Regions from separate parts of the Mus musculus genome. Here regions 2 and 3 are each linked to region 1. A link is a contact called in public promoter capture Hi-C data. All regions are on one chromosome and are shown on one strand. Each heading gives the region's core, a stretch centred on a gene start, on an enhancer-like site or on the middle of the called end of the contact. The rest is flanking DNA. Distances are from core to core; before and after follow the strand shown. Region 1 holds the start of Sarm1 (sterile alpha and HEAT/Armadillo motif containing 1). Region 2 has its middle 22 kb from the start of Lyrm9. Region 3 holds the start of Proca1 (protein interacting with cyclin A1).

Region 1 (4,310 bases), core at 723-3,222:
TAGGCAGTGCCCTCACTGGGTATTATGGGACCAGAGTTGAAGATCCCTACACTGTTGACAGTTCATGGGTGAGAGCCAGTGAGCTAGGATTCTGGGAAGTGGCTGCAGCATCACCCTGGGGAAGTCCAGAACTGCCAGAATGGGATGGCAAAAAGAGGCACCGAGGAGGCTGATGGGTGGAGAATAAACACAAAGCCCCCGTGTGTTCCCTGCTTCTCTCCCTTCCAGTCTTGTCCCCATGGATGAAAGCAGAGCCCCGGGGTTTCTGGGGAGGGAGCATGAGGGATAGCGGGACTTGTGCCCTGTCCTTGGTCCTGAAAAGGCATCCGCATGTGTTTGGGGACTTGTACACTAGATAGAGGTTACTCTCTCAGAGCTGTCAATAAGTAAGGATAGTCATTTCCATTCCTGAAAACATATCCGTATGTTTGCATCATGTTTCCTGCACCCACTTCCCACAGGTACCACCAGTTCTAACTCCCTGACCATACCAAGCCAACACCAGCCAAGCTGGGCTCCAACACACTCAGCAAGCACCTACTCCATTTTCCAGTTCTCCATACTCATGGCCTATCCCAGTCAGGACAGCGGATATTAGATGAGAGGGGTTAAGCAAGCAGAAACCTACCTTGGGTCTCCCAACCCAAATCATTCTGTTTGTGCATTTTTTGGACAGTTGTGTAATTTCCACATATCAAAGGTGATCAAAAATGCCAGAGAAAACACGTCGTGACACTTGTGAGGGCTGCGTGCTGAAAGCGACTCTTCTAAAAATTCTGAGCTGAGAGCCTGAGATTTTGGTGAAAATTAGTGTGACAGCCTGTTTTGCTCTGGCACCAGAAGACCGGGAAAGTGGGCCCTTCAAAGGCTTCATAATAGTTCAAAAGGAGGTCTCAGGAGGTAGGCAAAGGAGAAGCAGTCAAGCAGTTTCCCATAGGAAGGAAAGATACCTCAGTTTTCTCTGCCCCTACTATTTCGTCCTAGCAAAAACAAAAACAAAACAAAACAAAACAAAAACCAAAAAACTTTCTGTTCCTGATCAGACGCTGCAGAATAAGGTCATGGCTGCCCTGGTGAGAAGGTAACACAGAAAGACACCCAGATGCACGGGAGAATTATGGGCTTAGGGCAAAATCAGCAATGGGATACCGTCTCCAACCACCTTCACTGCCCTGGCAACCCCACACCTCACCCCACTCTCCCTCACCGGTTCTCAGCCACCAGGATCTGCTCCAGCAAGCGCGCGGCCTGCACACGGGTCTCTAGCTCCGGTGCCTGAAGCAGCCGCAACAGCAAGTCGAGGCCACCGTCCAGACGTATAGCATCGCATAGACCTTGGGCCACCTCGCGGCCCACGGCCGGCAGCAGCCAGGCTTCCTCTACCAGCTGGAAGACCTCGGCGAGACCCGCGCCCACAGCCCGCGCCGCGCTTGCCTGTTTCAGCTCGGACAGCGCCTGCTGCAGCTCAGGCAGCGAACGCTCCAGGGCGCCTTGCACCTCAGTGCCCACTCCGGGCGACACTTCGCGAGACCCGCGACCGCCCGCAGCCCACCATGGGCTGGCGCCACCACTCCGATCCGGTCCGGGCACTGTCAGCCGATCGGCGCCCGGCCGTGGGCCTGACATGGTGAAGAAGCGGCACAGTTTGTAGGCGGAGAAGAGCAGCGTCAGGACCATGGGCGCTGGGCAGCAGGGGACATGCCAGGCCTAGAGGGGCGGGGCCTGGCAGAGAGACCCCGGCCTTGGGAGGAGAAAGAAAAAAAAAAAAAAAAAAAAAAGCAAACAGGATCCGGTAAAGGTGCTGGGCTACAAGTGTAGAAGCAGAAGGAGGAGGGCAGCTCCGGGACTCAGCGACTTAGGAAGGGCATGAAGGGAGAGAGAAGCATGGACCAGACGCGGGAGGGTAGAGACGCCGGTGCCCGGAACAAAGCGCTGCTCCAATCTAAGCACAGCGGAGCTAAGATGCTCAACAGCAACCACGCCTCTGAGCAGCAGAGTCAAGGATTTGACGCCCCGCCTCTAGGTTTCACGGGCTCCGCCCCCGACGCAGGCGCAAGCCCTACCCCAGGTCTCCAGCCACGCCCACACCTGGCTCCGCCTCCTCTCCCCAGTCTCCCCTTGGTGGTGTGCAAGATGCTGTAGAAAGGGCTGTAAAGAGCTGTCTTCCATTTCCTACCGCTCGCTCGGCTCCCCAAAATGTGGAAGCAAGCTGGCTACATGTATCCACGTCCCCTCCGGATGGTTAAAGAATCGCAGTTGAGATTCTTAAAGCCCTTTAATGCCGGTTTCCACTTAGGCTTCACGCGTCTGTAGGGAGTAAAATTTAGTGTTTCATTTTGCCGCTGAGACTACTGCGGTCCATAGAGAAGAGACACCAAAGGCACGCTCGCCTGTGATTACAGAACAGAAAACGGAGGGGCTTCAGAAGTGTGCCAGTGCTTGGAATTTGGCCCAAAACCTGGCACTCTACCCCAGTGAGCACTTTCTTTATAGAGAAATCCCACTTAGTATGTGAGTCTAGAAAGTATGCCCAATGAGTCCATTTTTTTTTTAAAATAAATGAGGTCATTGAAGGTGTGGCCAGGGTGGTCCCCCGAGGATCAATGGATTAGTGAAAGCCTCAGGAATGGGCTCTGGGACTGGAAAGATGGCTCAGCCTTTAAGAGTACTTGTTCTTACAGAGGACCTGGGTTTGATTCTCAGCATCCACACGGCAGCTCATAACTGTTCAAAACTCCAGTTCCAGGGTATTCAAAGCCCTCTTCTGACCTCCATAGACACAAGACATGCATGTGGTGCACAGATGCACATGTGAGCAGACACTTATACACAAAACATAAAATAAATAAATCTAAAAAAAATAAAGAAAGAAGAATAGACTCTGACCCACTACTTCCTATGCTGTAACACCCAGCTTAGAGAGAACAAGGAGAGGCCAGAAATGAAGCTTTGTTCTTTTATGAGAAGAAAAGAAAACCTCCCCCAAAGTGCTTGCCAGCTCTCCCCCAACCCCCCTTCTTGCCCCAAAAATCCAGATTCGAAGCGGGGGGTAGGATGGGACAAGCACCTAGCCTGATCAAACAGTAAATCGATAACGGCTTATGGGAATGAGTTGGAAGCTACTCCAGGCACGAAACGTTTTGTCTGTTCTAGCTCACGGAATCTCTCAACACCTGATGAGGCAAGGCACCATGGTCCCACTTTATAAAAAGTAAGGCTCAGGGAGATTAACGGGACTGGCTCAGAGGGTGACAACACATGCTTTCTTTCCACCTCCCCAGCTAAGCTAAGCGTGTTATCCCTCCTGCCCGTGACCCTACTGACTTTGGTCTTGGCGAGGGTTTTCTGTTTCCCAGCTCTCCTGGGGCTGGGGTTCTGGGAATGTGACCCTTTGCTGCAGCTGTGTTTGGAGGAGGGCAATGGGGCTGGGCCAGAGGATGAGCAAATAAAGGGCAGAAACCCAGGGAACTAGGAACTCTTCTTCAGTCTGCTTCTTTTTTCAGGCAGGACAGCGAGATTCCAGAAGCTCCGCGCCCAGCTTGCCAAGGCCCTGGGCTAGAGGCCTGCCATGGCACCCCTGAGGCCCTTTTTCATACTAGCCCTGGTGGCATGGGTTTCTCTGGCTGACCAAGGTGTGGGAGGGGATTGGTGGGTACCTAGGGAAGTGCAGGTTGGGCAGGTGCCCTAGATTGGGCTGTAAACCTGATATTCCCTCCCATAGAGTCATGCAAGGGCCGCTGCACTCAGGGTTTCATGGCCAGCAAGAAGTGTCAGTGTGACGAGCTTTGCACTTACTATCAGAGCTGCTGTGCCGACTACATGGAGCAGTGCAAGCCCCAAGGTGAGTTCAGAGCCCTGGTGGGTGGGCCTGGGGCTCCCTCCACAGCCTGACACTCACTGCTCCCCGTTCTGCCTGCAGTAACGCGGGGGGACGTGTTCACTATGCCAGAGGATGATTATTGGAGCTATGACTACGTGGAGGAGCCCAAGAACAATACCAACACCGGTGTGCAACCCGAGAACACCTCTCCACCCGGTGACCTAAATCCTCGGACGGACGGCACTCTAAAGCCGACAGCCTTCCTAGATCCTGAGGAACAGCCAAGCACCCCAGCGCCTAAAGTGGAGCAACAGGAGGAGATCCTAAGGCCCGACACCACTGATCAAGGGACCCCTGAGTTTCCAGAGGAAGAACTGTGCAGTGGAAAGCCCTTTGACGCCTTCACGGATCTCAAGAATGGGTCCCTCTTTGCCTTCCGAGGTGACTCTATGGACAGGTCTGGTGGCGGTCGGATCTGCCTTAGGCTCAT
Region 2 (4,310 bases), core at 1,020-3,519, 350 kb after region 1:
CAGTGGTTAACAGTGCTTGCGGCTCTTTCCAGAAGACCTGGCTTTGGTTACAACACTGACACCAGATGACTCACAACCACCCGCAACTCCAGTTCTGATGCCCTCTTCTGGCCCCTGTGACTGCGTGTGCATATGTGCATACTGTAGAGAATTAAAAACAATAAAAATTAATCTTTGAAAAGGAGAGTACAGCTGGGTTGTCTCTTTCCTGAGGGATCACTTGGATACTGTCTCTCATGATATACTGGTTTAATTATGTTCTTCTTTCTACCCAGTTACACAGCAATGAAAAGCTTCATGTCTTCCCTACAGACCTGAATGTGGTCCAATTTAGGGTATTTGGATGGCCTTACAAAAGAATCAAATTAGGTGTGGTGGCCCAGGCCTATAACCTCAGCCTTTGGGATATTAAAGCAGGAAGATCAAGGAGTTCAAGGCTAGCCTGGGCTACACAAGACCCTACTAAACTAACAGCAAAAAGAAACAACCAAACTAGGGAGTACAAGGTGTTTTGAGGACTTGTTTTTTGTGTGTGTGTGTGTGTTATGTATGTGGATGTTTGCCTGTGTGTATGCCTATGCACCACTAGCACGCCTGGTGCCCATAGAAGCCAGAAGAGGACATCAGAGTCACTGGAAATGGAGTTACAGACCATCATGATCCACCACATGGGTGCTGGGACCTGAACCGTGGTCAGAGCAGCCAGGCCCAGCACTTGGGAGGCAGAGGCAGGAAGATTTCTGAGTTTGAGGCCAGCCTGGTCTACAAAGTGAGTTCCAGGACAGCCTTACACAGAGAAACCCTGTCTCAAAAACAACAACAAAAAAAACCAAAACACCAACCAACCAAACAAAAGAGCATCCAGTATTCTTAATCTCTAAGCTGTCTCTCCAGTCCTAGTATAAGGTGTTTTACAAGGAAAAGCACTGAGTGTAGAGCCCTGGCTTACAGAGACTAGACTCTAGCTCCTGTACAAGGTGACAGTACAAGGCTCTGGATCTCATGGTGACAGGTCTCAGCTGGATTGTCCAAGGATTATAAGGGAGGGCACAGTGAAACCACCAAACTAGACCTCTCATGGCTAAAAAGAAAAATTTGCTGGGGACCAAACTGCCCAAACTAATCTCTGGGCAGGGGGCAGAGCAAGATGGAGAAAGGCAAGCAGATTTCCTACGGCAGTCAGCAAACATAGGGGGCTTCGAGAGATTCAGGCATTATTGACCAGGAACTAGATGCTCTTGCCTGACGTAGCTGACCTTTGTGGTAGATGAAGAGAGATCCTGGCAGATAATGGATCAAGGGAGGTTTCTGGTAAACAGAAACCTACCTTCTGGCTTGTGTTTTTCTGGCCAAAGTTCTTCTATTTAGAACGTTTGTTGCCAGGACTGCCATTGGGGTAGTGGTGTGTGTGTGTATGAAACTTTGGACCTGATAGCAATCAAGAAATTATTTTCCGCAAAGGCTGTTTAGAGGTTATGAAAGCAGACTGGTTTGTGGGAAATGGGAGCCAGTATGGAAAGGAAGACAGGAAAGAGAAAGAAAAAACATACACACACACACACACACACACACACACACACACACACACACACACACACACACACACACACACACAGCAAGAGACTTTCACATGCTACCTTAGTCCCCTGCCAGTGATTTTTTTAACCCAGGATGGCCAGTCTTAAGAGAAGTCTGCCTCCTGCCACTCTTGGCTTGAACACAGCAGGACTATGGCATCCTAACCTGTAGGACATTTGATAGCAAGATCCAAAAAGGACAAAGTCCGGTGCCCCAACTCAAACACCACAGGTCAGCATCTCATGACCTAACTTGAATGGGAATTAAGAGAGAAGAGGAAAGGATTCCAGGGAAAAAGTGGGTGTGTTCTTCCTACTCTGCCAGAGTCTAGAAACTCTGGGGCTCCAGGTCCACAAGCTATGGAGTCTGCCACTCAGGTCTCCAGTGCTCTGGGAATTCCCCAGCTACCAAGAAAGGCAAGAAAAGGGTGTGGTTTATGCACTTTGGTTTTTGGAAAGAGGAAAAGGGGCCGGTGGGGTAGAGGGAGGAAGGAAGGGGGAGAAAGATTGATTACCTGCCTCTGACTCTCCCAGCACGGGATTTCTGAGGGAATTTCCTTGGGGCCCATAGTCCAAATATTCTAACTGATGAAGGACATTAATGTCTCTAGGATGTCTCCTCTCCTGCTGGGGCCATTACAGCCCTACTCTGGGGAAGAATACAAGCACACCGGGGAGGTTGCCTAGCTGCTGGAGGAGATGGTGTCTGGAGGCCTGAGGTCCAGTGCATTGCACCTGCCCTGGCATTATCTCGCACACCCACCAGAGTCACCAGGCAGTTCCCGATCCCAGTGATCACAGAAACAAAAACGGAGGCTATGGTACAACGGAGCTGCCAAGCAACGGCTTAATTAGAAATGGGACTAAGGAAGAAGACCCAGCATGGGGCTGCAGCTGACAGCAAGCCATTTACCAGGTGGCCAGAGGCGGGCTGGGGCTTTGGGGACTGGGTAGTGCTTTACGGACTTTCTTCCTCATGGTGGGACTTTCCTGTGTATGACAGGTCAATGGCCAGCTTGTTCCTGCAGACATCATAGCACTGTCCTCTACCTGGTCGGGTTTTCCCTTGTGATAAGATATAAGGAAATAGGGGCAGATGTGCATCATACATTGTTTACTAAGGAGGAGAAAGACTCAATGGTTAGCGCTCTTGGTGGACTCAGGGCGTGAGAACTTTGCCTCTTGTTCCTGTAAGTGTCTCTGTTACTATTTTATCAGTGCTTACAGTTTTGATGTAGTATCAAGAAGACTATGTGGAAACTGAGGCAGGAGGCTGCAATGAGCTCAAAACCAGCCTAGATTATAGTTACTTTCTATAGAATAAGCTAATATGTAGCAAGCTTATTTCCATTATACTTAATTAGTTAGATTTTTTTAAAAAAACTGTTGCTTTGTGTATACCCCTGGCTGTCCTGGAACTTGCTCTGAAGACCAGGCTGGCCTCTAACTCAGAGATCCACCTGCCTCTGCCTCCTGAATTCTACCACCACCTGGCAAGACTTATTCATTTTATTTTATTTAATTAATTTATTTTTATATTTATTTATTATTATATATAAGTACACTGTAGATGTCTTTAGACATACCAGAAGAGGGTGTCAGATCTCATTACAGATGGTTGTGAGCCACCATGTGGTTGCTGGGATTTGAACTCAGGACCTTTGGAAGAGCAGTCAGTGCTTAACCACTGAGCCATCTCACCAGCCCTATTCTTTATTTTAAATGTTTGAGTGCTTGGCTCACATGCATGCTAAGTGTGCCATGTGTGTGAATGCCTGACTACAGCTACAGATGGTTGGGAGCCACCGTGTGGATCCTGGGAACGGTAGCTGAGCCCTCTGCCAAGAGCACCAAGTGCCCATCACTGCTGAGTCAATTCTCCAACTCCTATTTATTGTTTTAAAGTTACATTTTATTTATAATAATAACAATAAAATCATTGTTACTGTTATTGTTGTTGTGTTCCTATAATCCCAGCCAGCGATTGGAAGAATAGGCAGGAGGATCAAGGATTATCTTCAATTACATAGTATCACTGGGCTGTCTCAACTGGCCAGCTTCCAATAATGACACAGACACTTATTATTTATTTATGAATGCTTAGGCCTTATAGTTTTGCTCTTTCCCAACTAGCTTGTATAACTCAATTAATCTGTTTATTCTAACTTCTGCCCTGCCACATGGCCATTACCTCTCTCCTTCAGTCCCTCCTTGTCTGACTGGCAAATTCCCTGATTTTTTTCCCAGAGTTCCTCTCTGCCCAGATGTCCTGCCTTTCCTCTCCTGCCCTGCTATAGGCCGTCAGCTCTTTATTAAACCAGTCAGAAGTGATAGAGAAGACTGTTTATGAACCACAGAGACAGGTGAGGCTTCATAAAACTAACAATACCAAAGTCACAGCAGTACTCAGCACTGTGCTGGTACAGAAATACATGTTTGAACGATACAAAGACAACTCAGAGCACAAGGCGATTATCCCAGCAACATAGTGAGTTTAAGGCTAGCCTGGGCTACACGAATCACACCTGGCCACCTTTTACTGGTGGCTGTCTGGGGTCAGTGTGCTTATAGGGTGACCGACCACACCTTGAACATCTCCAAGTAGAGAGAACAAATTCATTTTAATGTCTCCCTAAAGCCTGCTGTTGTAACTGAGGAAAAATGGCTGAAAGGAGGGCTAGCGAGGTGGCCCAGCCTGTGGAGGCGATTGCTGCCAAGCCGGGTGACTGATTT
Region 3 (4,310 bases), core at 1,108-3,607, 300 kb before region 1:
ATCAGTGCTCTTAACCGCTGAGCCATCTCTCCAGCCCCGTTATTAGCATTTTCTAGGCTGGAGTCCTTACTAGAGATAATAGGTGTAGTGGGGGCATGTAGCGATTTGGGGATTGGAGCCCCTATGGGGATTCTGTTCATTCCTGGCTCCTAAAACAGGGCTCACACTGGCTGACGTCTCAGAGATCAGGTTTTGGAGACTAACTATATCTTCTAGATTCTCTGGGTTAAAATCTGAGTAACTACCCTTTCCTTGCTGTTTTCTTTCCTCTCTGTCTCCCTCTCCCTTTCTTCTTGAGGTAGGGTCTCTTGTAGGCCAGCCTGACCTCAAAATTACCATGTACCTAAGTATTGTGTGACTGTGTCCCTAGAGAGACAATCTATTTGTCCCAGATAGAGAACTGATGGTAGACTAAAGGATACATATCTAAGTCCAACTTGGAGAAGCAATGAGTTTAATTGGGTTACTTACAGGGATATGGGTGAGGGGCTGCGTACAGAAGCAGAAATGACTCAAAGACGGCTGCATCACCGAAAGCCACTCCAGTATGAGTGACAGTTTATGAAAGCTGGAAATGAGGAGCACACTGCACAGCCTGCGGACAACTGGGCAGATCAGAGGGGCTTCCAGCCAGCTCAGCTTGTCTGAGAGTGTCTCTCAAGCAGTCCTGACTGCTTAAATATGCTTGGGGGAGAAGGGGTCTAGTACACCTGCTCAGTTTCAGGGATTTCCTGAAGCCTTTGAGTTGTTTACTTCCTGAGCTTAAGGAACTTTCCTGAAGGGGAGAATGTTTGATCTCCCTGCAGAACCGGCTGTGTGACCTTTCTATCATGAAACACTCAGAATTCTGAATAGGACTTTGGGTTATGATCCTCCCCAGAAATCCTTCACTGCACTTTCTGTACTACAGGAGCCAGGCCACTGGTACAGACACTTCTGGCTCAGTCCCAAGTCCTGTAACCAACACATATGACATCATTAACAACAGGGTCTTACCATTCAGTTTTGGAATGTTGCTGACAGCAGTGGTAAATAGCCCTATTGTTCTAGAGGCTTCCCTGACCAGCAACTCTAAGGAAGTAATCCACCCTTACTACTAGGGGGTTATATTTATTTATTTTTGAAACAGGGTTTCATGGTCAGCCCCAGGTGACCTGAAACTCAGAGATCTGCCTGCCTCTGCCTCCCAACAAAGGCACACAGGCCCATGCCACCACATCCGGCTTTCTCCCCTACCCCCCCCCCTCTTTTTTTTTTTTGAGTCCTGATCTTGGCTCTCCTGGAGCTCACGATGAAAATCAAGCTGGCCTCGAACTCAGAGATCTACCTGCAAGTGTGTGGATTAAAGGCAAACATCACCATGGCCAGCCTATCCTCTGCTTTTTGAGGTACACCTATTCTGGCTTTGGAAGCTGATTGGAGGTAAACTGAGAGATGTGACGTGAGGGATATCTGTGAAGCAGCTCTCATTCATTCACATCGTCTTGTACAGAGTTGGTTAACCCAGTGTGCATGTGAGAAGTCACCTCAATACTCAGTTCTCCCAGGGGCCTGCCCGAATGTGTAGTCCCATGAGGTGCATGTATAGGACAGTTGCACATATACTTTTTTGTTTTGTTTTGTTTTTGTTTTTCGAGACTGGGTTTCTCTGTGTAGCCCTGGCTGTCCTGGAACTCTCTCTGTAGACCAGGCTGGCCTCGAACTCAGAAATCAGCCTGCCTCTGCCTCCCGAGTTGCTGGGATTAAAGGCGTGCGCCACCACCACCCCGCACACATGTACTTCTTATGTTAGATCTGTGTAGACTTTTGGCGTCATCGTGTGTGATATACGAGTGAAGTGTGGACGCTGTGTTTGAGCAACGTGAAGGTTTCCTACTGGGATGGAGTTACCACGAATGTAAGTCACCTTACTTTCTCAACAGGAAAATAGGGCACTGTGGGGCCTAGGGATTGGGAGGAAATCTGAAGGGTAGATCTGAGGGGGATGGGTCTGGCGATCCGGGGTTAGGGGGCTTTAGGGTGTACTATACACAGTGGAGGAGGGACTTGTCACCAAGGAGACGCAAAGCCAGGATACCTGCAAGGACATACGTTCATGAAGATTGGTCCCTGGCTAACCTCCAGAAGGCGTGGCGGTCCTGGTGCTAGAGCTTGAATTTGGAAGGGGCGGGGCCAGCAACTGTTGTGGGCGGGGCTCTGGGCTAGAGTTTTCTAGAAGCAGGGACCAGCAAGGTGCTAAGTATGGGACTGAGTGCTGGGTCTGTAAGGTAAAGGTAAAAGCCCGTACTGGCGTTAAGGGTGTGACGAAGGGACTGGAAGGAGCTGGAGATCCCGGATGAAGAACCCGACTGACGCTTAGACCCGGGCTGGAAGACCTGAGGGGGGGAGGCGGGCGGGGGGTTGGGCAAGCATGAGGCGGAGCTAGGGGCTGGACTGGAGCTTACAGCTGGGCCGAGGGCTCGACCAAGCTGAGGTTCAACGTTGAACTCTGCGAGGTAGGGTCCTGTGGAAGAACTGGGCTGACAGCGATGTGGGTCAGGACGACAATAACGGTTAAAAGATGGACTGAGGAAAGGTCTGGCCGCAAAATTGAGAGAACCGAGAGAACTGGTAAGGGGCGGGGCAGAAGGATGGGGGCGTGGCTGGGCGTGGCTCTGGAAGTTTGCTTGACTTGGCTTCCTCCCGACCCAGGCTCAGCTCTTGAGCATTAGGCTGCAACCTCTGGCCTGGGCTACCGCCCCAAAGGCGCTAGGGTTCGGTAGAACCCTTGGCCCAATGCTCATCTGGGCTCCAGGGCTGGGCGGCCAGTTCCATTGACCTTGAGGGTGGGAAAGCGTCTGAGTATTCCACAAGTGACATCATAATCACCTCCAAGTGCCTAGCTAGGAGACATTTCCCAGAACAGGGCTCACTGGCCTCTCTTGCACTCTCCTCTCTCTCTCTCTCTCTCTCTCTCTCTCTCTCTCGCTCTCGCTCTCTCGCTCTCTCGCTCGCTCTCTTTCTCTCTCTCTCTCTCTCTCTCGCTCTCTCGCTCTCTCGCTCTCTCGCTCTCTCGCTCGCTCTCTCGCGCTCTCTCGCTCTCGCTCTCTCTTCCTTTTTCTTTCTTTCTTCCCTCCACACACCTTTTGTTTTGTTTTGTTTTGTTTTTTCGTTTTTTTTCGGGACATGGTTTCTCTGTATAGTCTTGGCTGTCCTGGAACTCACTCTGTAGACCAGGCTGGCCTTGAACTCAGAAATCCCCCCTGCCTCTGCCTCCCAAGTGCTGGGACTAAAGGCATGCGCCACCACTGACCGGCTTTTTTTTTTTTTTTTTTGTCCCTCCACACACATTCTTTTGGCTGCTCTAGTGCCTGTCCTCTGGGCCTCAAAGGAAGGGAGGGGTTTTGCAGGATAAGGAGGATCCTCTACAAATAAATGTGCATTTTGAGTTAGGTCCCTGCTACCTGTCCCAACGAAGAGACCACATGCTTTTCTCTTCCTTTCAAGCTATTACCATCTTCATTCTGCCACAGGAGCTCTGGACCGACTGCCTTGATCACCGCTCCCCTCTGTCCTCTTTGGACAAAGAGGCAGACTATCTCTCCAAATCCCACTTCTCGTTGATCCTTCCTGTTTTCCCTCCCAAACAGCTGATGTTGTCAACATCTATTAGGAGTATTAGTGGAAGGCAAACAGGCTTCAGCCTTGCATAAAGCCTGCTAGAGTGACAGGAGGAAAGGAGTCCAGTGCAGTTTGAGCCTGGCCTAGGCACAGGCCTTTACTGGAATAGCTTTAGGATTTGAGCGCCACAGGGGAGGCCCTGCATCAAGATCAAAGAAAGGAAATCAGAAGTGAGGAATCCGCAAGGTGGGGATTAAAAGCAAATGTTTTGGGGGTGACAACTGGATAAGGCAGGAGCTGAATCTAGTTTCAGGGCTTGGCCTTGGAGCTGTGGCATAGGGTACTTAGCTTAGGATATGTGTCTCCTTAGCCAGCAAGGCACACTGGCTTGGGAGCCAAGAAGACCAGCTTTTCTGCCTCTGCTGTCACCTTTCATCCTGAGCAAATTACTTAGTCACTCTGGGTCAGGGTCCCTCAATAAACAATTTAGAATCAAAGTCATACTTTAAAAGCCCACCGTAGGGTCCAGCATTGTGAAAGTGTATATCCTGGGAGATTATCTCCCCCATTACAGCTCACAGGAGTGCTAGGAGCTGGGCTTCCAGCTTACATGTAAGAGTGCTTGCTTAGCGTGTGTGAGGCCCTGGAGCTGACTCCTAGACACTTCCTCCAAAACAGCCCCAGTCAAAATAAATAAAGTAAGCAGAATG

The links. Promoter capture Hi-C pulls out the DNA fragments that hold promoters and counts their contacts. Capture Hi-C pulls out chosen DNA fragments and counts their contacts.
Region 2: a contact with region 1 is called in a promoter capture Hi-C map of liver, with 2.8 times the contacts expected there. The contact joins the enhancer-like site here to the promoter of Sarm1 in region 1. A contact is called at or near these places in 14 of 39 promoter capture datasets (the 3T3-L1 cell line, 3T3-L1-derived adipocytes, the C10 cell line and 7 more), 2 of 15 datasets of contacts at CTCF or cohesin (embryonic stem cells and large pre-B cells), 22 of 484 Hi-C or Micro-C datasets (the F1.1 cell line, the G1E-ER4 cell line, MC3T3-E1-derived osteoblasts and 13 more), 7 of 115 datasets of contacts at active chromatin or transcription factors (embryonic basal ganglia, embryonic forebrain, embryonic stem cells and 3 more) and 3 of 9 other capture datasets (adipose tissue, macrophages and pancreatic islet).
Region 3: a promoter capture Hi-C map of liver shows a contact between it and region 1. The contact joins the promoter of Proca1 here to the promoter of Sarm1 in region 1. A contact is called at or near these places in 4 of 39 promoter capture datasets (cranial neural crest, liver, neural stem cells and 1 more), 1 of 484 Hi-C or Micro-C datasets (embryonic stem cells) and 1 of 9 other capture datasets (liver).

The regions. Positions count from the first base shown.
Region 1 is chr11:78,495,782-78,500,091 of GRCm38.p6, forward strand. It overlaps Sarm1 (sterile alpha and HEAT/Armadillo motif containing 1), which reads right to left and starts at 1,973. Exons shown (of 9, transcript NM_172795.3): 1 at 1,208-1,973. The coding sequence starts at 1,677. Vtn (vitronectin) reads left to right here and starts at 3,339. Exons shown (of 8, transcript NM_011707.2): 1 at 3,339-3,632; 2 at 3,722-3,841; 3 at 3,920-4,261. The coding sequence starts at 3,569.
Region 2 is chr11:78,846,687-78,850,996 of GRCm38.p6, forward strand. No RefSeq gene overlaps it. Among named protein-coding and RNA genes, the nearest start is that of Lyrm9, 22 kb to the left of the region's middle. Within about 2 kb of position 2,270, at least 26 of the 459 cell types and tissues checked have an H3K27ac peak or open chromatin away from gene starts, as enhancers often do. A contact at or near this core is called in liver, where this site is marked.
Region 3 is chr11:78,192,345-78,196,654 of GRCm38.p6, forward strand. Proca1 (protein interacting with cyclin A1) reads left to right here and starts at 2,358. Exons shown (of 4, transcript NM_001368876.1): 1 at 2,358-2,610. The coding sequence starts at 2,529.